Regions from separate parts of the Mus musculus genome. Here region 1 is linked to region 2. Evidence: chromatin contacts called from public HiChIP or PLAC-seq data. All regions are on one chromosome and are shown on one strand. Each heading gives the region's core, a stretch centred on a gene start, on an enhancer-like site or on the middle of the called end of the contact. The rest is flanking DNA. Distances are from core to core; before and after follow the strand shown. Region 1 holds the start of AU021063 (expressed sequence AU021063). Region 2 holds the start of Tuba1c (tubulin, alpha 1C).

Region 1 (3,352 bases), core at 448-2,947, 2.2 Mb before region 2:
AGACCCATACCATGGGGGAGCAGAGGCCAGAAGGCCATATCTCAGAGGCCAGAAAAGACTTTCTTCTACCCGTTCATCAGTCTGGCTGTCTCCTTGTGTCTTGCCTCCCCTCCTCCAGCCCCCTACTCTCACCCAGGCCCCTGTGCCCTCACTACACAAGAAGTATAAGTGGGAAGGGTGGCTTAGGGACTATGTTAGCTAAGATGTCTCCCTTAATGCTTCTCTCCCTGATTTAACCACCAAGTGGCCATCGGTTGAGGGGCCAAGGGAGAGTCAGTGGAGAAACATGGGACTCTTATTGAGAGCATTAACACAGATGGACCCCTGGACCGTCTGTTGCCTGACAGACGGCATCTGTAGTGGGGGAGGGGGTGGGGAGTTACGAAGGTAGAAGACAGAAAAGTTTGTATTGCGTTCATTCTAGTTCTTATCCACGAAAGGACCCTCCCCCCACACACCCCCAACGAGATCCTGTGCCACCTATGAAGGTGCCACCTGCCTACTCTGGAGGATTAGTGAATGCGTATCTAACAGCCCTGTTGACAGAAGTCCTTTGTGCTGATTAGAGGTAAACACCTCTTCCCCCACAACCCCAGTTTGTGCAGGTCCGATTGCCTCTTGCCTCCAGGTGAGAAGCCACCACAGGGAGCTGAAGTTCTCACCTAAGCAAGAAGGTGCTAGAAAACCCAGAGCAAGTGTGAGCCCAGAAAAGGCAATTTCTCTAAGTCCTTGGCATGATTTTCTCAAATCTTAGGATTTCAGAGCTGGAAGAGGCCTCATGTTCTGGAAAAGACGTGTGTGGTCCAAGCCCTCCTGCCTGAGACAGCAGTCAGAGAGGGAAAGACTGCCCCGGAATGGATTTAGGAACCCAGGACTCTTGACAAAGACTGCTAATTCAGCAGCTGGCAGCTGGGGAGCGGACTGCCTGATTCCTCTGCGGTTCCACAGTTTCTCCAGGGAGGATTGGAGAGTCCTGGGTGCCTCCCTGTGGGATGGTGGCACCCTCTGCTGGTCGTGAGCCTTGTGGTGGAACTATCTCCAGACTCAAAGCCGTCTGGTGCTCGGCGCCACCTGGAAACCTTGCCATATTTTGGGATCCCATACAGCATTTGTTCCTCCAGGAGGATCTGTAGTGAGCTGGTAACTGAGTTCACACTGAGGAAGTTGTGAGGAGGGAGATGCTGCCGGTTAAAAGTACTCCACAGCACGGCTCCAGAGCTCAGCCTTCTCTGCCCCACCTCCTCTTATGCCACGCCCCTTGCCTAGCATCTGTTCCCCTCCTCCAATTAGCCTTACCCAGGCCTCCTGCCTCTCCAGAATGTCCCTTACCTCCTCATGCCTCTTAGCAAATCCCCTGTGGATCTGCTCCTGAGAAATCTATACTTCGTCTGCAACTTATGTCGAAGCAGGTGTCTTGTTCCCAGGGAGTTCATGTTTCCCAGTTCTTTGGCTCCAGCTGCTCCATCCTAAGATGGGGTTTAAGGGTGGGGGGAGGGGAGACCTGGGTAGCATGGGATTAGTAGAGGCTGTCTAACGGACAAAGCCCCTTCTCACTTCTTTAAGGACAACCCCTTGCCAAGTCTCCCACCAATCCACAATTCCCTGTGACCCCACAGACCTGCTTAAGTTCTGGGGAACCCTCGGAAAGTTGGAGCACTAGAGCTGCGAAAGTTCAGACGCTGTAGAGTCCCAGTGAGTCAGTTACTTCAGGGCACAGAACTAGCAAGGATGAATAAATAGCTCTATGGATGCCGCCTCTGCTTCTGTGTGGGAGGGGGGAGGGGAGGGGATGGGGAGGGGAGTTAGCAGCAAGAGAGGGCCTGGGGCTCAGCTGGCTCTCTGGTACACCAGGAATGATGGGCTGGGCCTCAGCTGCATGACATCACTGCTTGCAGGAGGTATAGAACAGCCGGTGGGCAGCTGGCTGGGCAGGGAATGCTTGTTTTCTTAATGACTCCTATTGCCTAACAGCGTTCTCGCGGTACAGTGTTGTGTTGGTGCTGGGGCCCTGCTGCGGGAGAGTTCTAGCAGGTCTGATCCAGTACAGTTCAGAGATCTGACTCCCAGGAGGTCTGTAGGTAGGAGCCAGGTAGATAGGACAGTTTGTGTTGGATATGGGTGTCTCCTGGTCTAGTCCCATCCAGAGGCCAAGCATCTGCCTCTCGAATGGCCAGGTTGGAGTGACAGAAGGAAGGGACACTCAGTCTGGTTTTCCTCAGAGCAGCAACACGTCACTCATGAGACATGGAATACATATTTCCTCACCTCTCACTTTAGCAGGAGAAATGCAGAAGATGGAAGCTCTTAGGGCAGGAACTCCACAGACCTCTTCCCTGTTGGCAAATGAACACCTGCTCAGCGTCTAATCCCTGGCTTTTTGGGTGGTGGTGGTGGGCAGCATTGTGTATCAGGCTACCCAAACCCCAAAATGCTCATGCTAGAACAACCCCCCACCCCCGCCCCTGGCCATGGCTCTCTCTGCCACTGACTTCAGACAGAAGTCAGCATCCCCTTTCTGCATGGCTGTCTGATCGTGCCTGAACCTGTCTCCTGCCCCACTGGCTGTGTCTCTCCTCACAGTTCTAATGGTCTGCTACCACAGAAAGTGCCTCCCTACAGACAAGCAGGGCCACATCACGCCCCTGCTTACAATCAGCTGTAGTGTGGAAGCCGGTGTCCCACAGACTCAGCCCTCACTGTGATACTAAGTGGTGGAGGGTTTAGGAGGATTGGTGATTCATTCAGTCAGGAGGGCTCTGTCCTTGTGAATGGAACAAGCACTGTGCTGGGCAGTTTTGTGTCAACTTGACACAGACTGGACTTATCTGAAAAAAAGGGAGTGTCTGTTGAGAAAATGCCTCCAAGCCTGGTGGTGGTGGCAGTGTGTGACTTTAGTCCCTGCACTCAGGAGGCAGAGGCAGGTGGATCTCTGAGTTTAAGGCCGGCTCTACAGAGCATGTTCCAGGATAACCAGAGCTACACAGAGAAACCCTGTCTCAAAAAACAAGCAAGCAAGCAAACAATCAAACAATGCCCCCATAGGATCTGGCCATAGGGCGTTTTCTTAATTATTGAATGATGGGGGAGGGTCCAGCCCTTTGTGGGTGGTGCTATCCTTGGGCTGGTGATTCTGGGTTCTATAAGAGAGCAGGCTGAGCAAGCCAGGAGCAATCCATTAAGCAGCACCCTCCATGACCTCTGCATCAGCTCATGACTCCAGGTTCCTGCCCTGTTTGTGTCCCTGTCCTGACTTCCTTCGAAAATGACCAGCGCTGAGGAAGTGTAAGACAAGTTAACCCTTTCCTCCCCACCATGCTTTGGTCATGGTGTCTCATCACAGCCATAGAAACTC
Region 2 (3,452 bases), core at 766-3,265:
GAAGAGGGCATCAGATCTCATTAAGGATGGTTGTGAGCCACCATGTGGTTGCTGGGATTTGAATTCAGAACCTTTGGAAGAGCAGTTGGTGCTCTTAGCTGAGCCATCTCTCCAGCCTTTCTTTTAAATTTCTATTGTCAGCTGACCAGGTGCAGGCTAGGTAAATGGTCTCTCAAATAGTTAAAACTTATTTAGCAGGGAGGTTCCTTTTACCGAAATTATTCACTCTGTAGCCCGCTCTAGCCTGGGACTCACTAGGGACTAAGGAGCCCCAAACTCATGATGAGCAATCCCCCTCCCTGTCTCAGCCTCCAAAGTCTAGAGAACTAGCCACTCTCCTCCAAGCCGGGCTGAGTTCCTGGTAACTTTGTTTGCTTTTGAGACCGGGTCTCATTGTGCTGGCTGACCAGAACTCAGAAGATACTCCTGCCGCTGCCTCCAGAGCCCAGGGTTTGATAGCCTCACCCATTTTTTTCTTGAAAACTGAACTAATACATTGTTAACCAGGTGAATAACCCTAGCTCTTGGGTAGTGGAGACAGAAGGATCTTGGTTTTAGTTGAAGGTCATGTTTGGCCACATAATGATTTCAAGACTGGCATGAGCATAAGACACTCAAAAACCAAAGTGCAAGCCAAGTGGTTTGCCTTTCATCTCAGCTCAGGTAGCAGAGGCAGGCAGAGCTCTGAGTTCCAGACCATCCTGGTCTACAGGGTGAGTTCTATTACAGCCAGAGCTACAAAGAAACCCTTTATCGAAGGAAGGAAGGAAGGAAGGAAGGAAGGAAGGAAGGAAGGAAGGAAGGAGAGAGAGAGAGGGGGGGGAGAGGGGAAGGGAGAGAAAAAAACCCGCTGTTGGTAGTTTACTCTAGCTTTAAATTGAAAAAAAAATTTTTTACGGACATTTTTTCTTAACTGGGCTAAATATAAATATGCCGTTGAAGTAACACTAAAAACTAGGCTGGCTTAGGGGATCTGACGCCAATTATTCCCTCCTACGGAGGAGCTCGCCTTCTCAGGTGCACAGCTGCAGCTGGAAGGGCCGGGGACTGGCCACAGGTGACTCAGCAGCGAGTCACAGGGCGTGGAGACGGTGCCCGGAAGTATTTGCTCAGTCCTGTCCAGAGCGCACGAGGTCCTCTGGGCTATCCCAGCTGGGAGAGCGACATCATTTGAGGAAAATGGAGACCTTTGAGTTTCTCCAAACTCTCGTGATCATTGTGAAAGTTCCCTGCCTTTCCGGGAGCGACCGGCGGCCGAGACGGGATGCTCTCCCAGGAGGATCGAGACAGAGGATCGGGACGAGCCCTCCAGCCCAAAGCGACACTAGTTTAGTGGACTAGGCTCTCACACCCCAAACGCCAGAAGCCAGTCTAACTGGAGGCGGCCGTCGTGGGGCTATTGCAGGTATCGTCTCCCGGGCAGCCCTCAGCTCCCGCGGTCCCTTCAGACGACCTCGCCGCTACCCCAAAGCCATACTCACCATATTTAGTCCTTGAAGTGGTCCGCGAAAACTGAGGAAGTGAAAAAGGGTGACGAAGATCTCCCACTAACAGACTACCAAGGAGTCCGGGGGAGAAGCTGTGTAAGGTCCGCCTCCAGGACAGGGCTTATATACCCTGGCCGGGCCACGCGTCGGGAGGGCGGACACCGGACCCCGCCCCGGGCCGCAGCGAAGCCGATGATTGGCGGGTTCGAAAGTTCAAATCAAACTCCGTAGAAGGAGCTGGAAGTGGGAAGGGGAGGAGACACCCAGGGTCCACGCCAGGGCCAGGTGGGGCGGGGAAGAAGGTGGGGAAGGCGATTGGAAGTTGGAGGACAGCGAGATCTTTGTGGAGCTCTGGCCGGAAGAAAGTCCCAGGTAGAGAGGGGGGCGGCCTGGCTCAGCCACCGGGGACTCACAGCTGATCGCCGCCGCACTTGTGGCTCGGTCGCCCCACCCAGGCCTTGGAGCCCGGAAGAGTGAGCCAGAGAGGTGACCCGGGGCTGCCGGCAGGGTGGTGACTGCGACAGCTTCAGGGGGCCAAGATGGAAACGCCCAGTCAACTTGACGGCACAGTGGGAGGGGTGGAGCTGAAGTTAGCTCAAGCCAAAGCCGGTTACAACATCACCAGGGTTGCAGCCCCTGAAGGCAATCTTTCCTAACCTAGGTCTCAGTTGCCTCCAATGGGTCCTAAGCACCTTACTCTTTACTCCCGCCTTCTAGAAGGCTAGCCCTCTCCTCCTTCCTCCCTTCTCCCCACCCTTCCCCCAAGTCCTGAGGATATTTGCCAGAGCATCCCGAGCGCCCTTTTATTTTCGAAGGCAGAGTCTGCCTCAGCTCCTCTTTAAGCAAACATTCCGAGTCTTAAGAGCCTTAAGAGGCACAAAATTATTCGGCCCATTATGAGAGGAACTCGTAACTCCCCCCCGCCCCCCAAGATGGGTCCCCGCTGCAGTGCTCAAGCTAAACCCAGGCGATCCACACTAATTCCTTTCTCTGCGTCTGTGGGATGCAGAGTTCACTCTGTAGTACCACATTCTCTCTGGCCCAAGAGCCCGGGGGCTCCTCTCCTCATTTTACAGTCAAGAGGAGAGGAGAGTTCGGGAAACAAAGCAGGCAAGTGTCTCCACCGCGGGAGACGTTGGACTTCCCTGCCCCACTGCCCTGCACTAGACAGACTTGTCTGAACAACTCCGCAAAGCAGATTTCTCAGAAGTGCCATTCAGTCCTGCTGAGGAGATAGACAGATCCCTGGGAAAGTTTAAGGAACTGGAGTGGTGTGCTTGCTTGTCCTCTTCATACTAAGGAGAGAGAGACAGGAAGAGCCTGGAGCTCACAGGCCAGCTGCTCTTGCAGTATCAGAGTTCAGTGAGGAACCTTGTCTCAAAAAAAAAAAAAAAAAAAAAAAAAAAAAAGGTGGAGAGTCATAGAGGAAGACGGAACATATTGACCTCTGGCCTATGCACGTACACAGAATCTCTCTCTCTCTCTCTCTCTCTCTCTCTCTCTCTCACACACACACACACACACACACACACACACACACACACAAATTAAAAAGCCGCCCTTATTTGAATGTGATGATGCATACCTGTATTTCAGCAGGCAGGGGACAAGACTGGCAAATTTGATCCAGGCTACTTTGTTTCAAATAGAAAAGACTAGAATGCCAGGGATGGCTGTGAAAAGTGGTACAATACAGGCAGACAAGATGGCTCAGTGGTAAGGTCATTTGCCACCAAGCCCGAGGAACTTGGGAGTTTGACTCCCAGGACCTATCCAGTGTAAGGAGAGAACCAACTGTAACTGATTAAATTATCTAATCTTTATACCAATAAAGTACCAGAGGCTTAAACTATGGTAAAGACCTGCTAGCTCAGCAAGGCAACTTTCTTTTCTTTTCTTTTTTTTCTTAACTACATACAAAATATCTATTTACAAGCCTGATTCCACAACTAAACTGCTAGCTCT

What was found. HiChIP or PLAC-seq counts read pairs in DNA pulled down with a chosen protein or histone mark.
Region 1: an H3K27ac HiChIP or PLAC-seq map of embryonic stem cells shows a contact between it and region 2, with 9 times the contacts expected there. The contact joins the promoter of AU021063 here to the promoter of Tuba1c in region 2.

What each region holds. Positions count from the first base shown.
Region 1 is chr15:101,219,592-101,222,943 of GRCm38.p6, reverse strand. It overlaps AU021063 (expressed sequence AU021063), which reads right to left and starts at 1,697. Exons shown (of 3, transcript NR_045996.1): 1 at 1,619-1,697; 2 at 1,330-1,466; 3 at 789-1,155. It overlaps A330009N23Rik (RIKEN cDNA A330009N23 gene), which reads left to right. Exons shown (of 3, transcript NR_045328.1): 3 at 755-1,753.
Region 2 is chr15:99,028,454-99,031,905 of GRCm38.p6, reverse strand. Tuba1c (tubulin, alpha 1C) reads right to left here and starts at 2,015. Exons shown (of 4, transcript NM_009448.4): 1 at 1,482-2,015. The coding sequence starts at 1,484.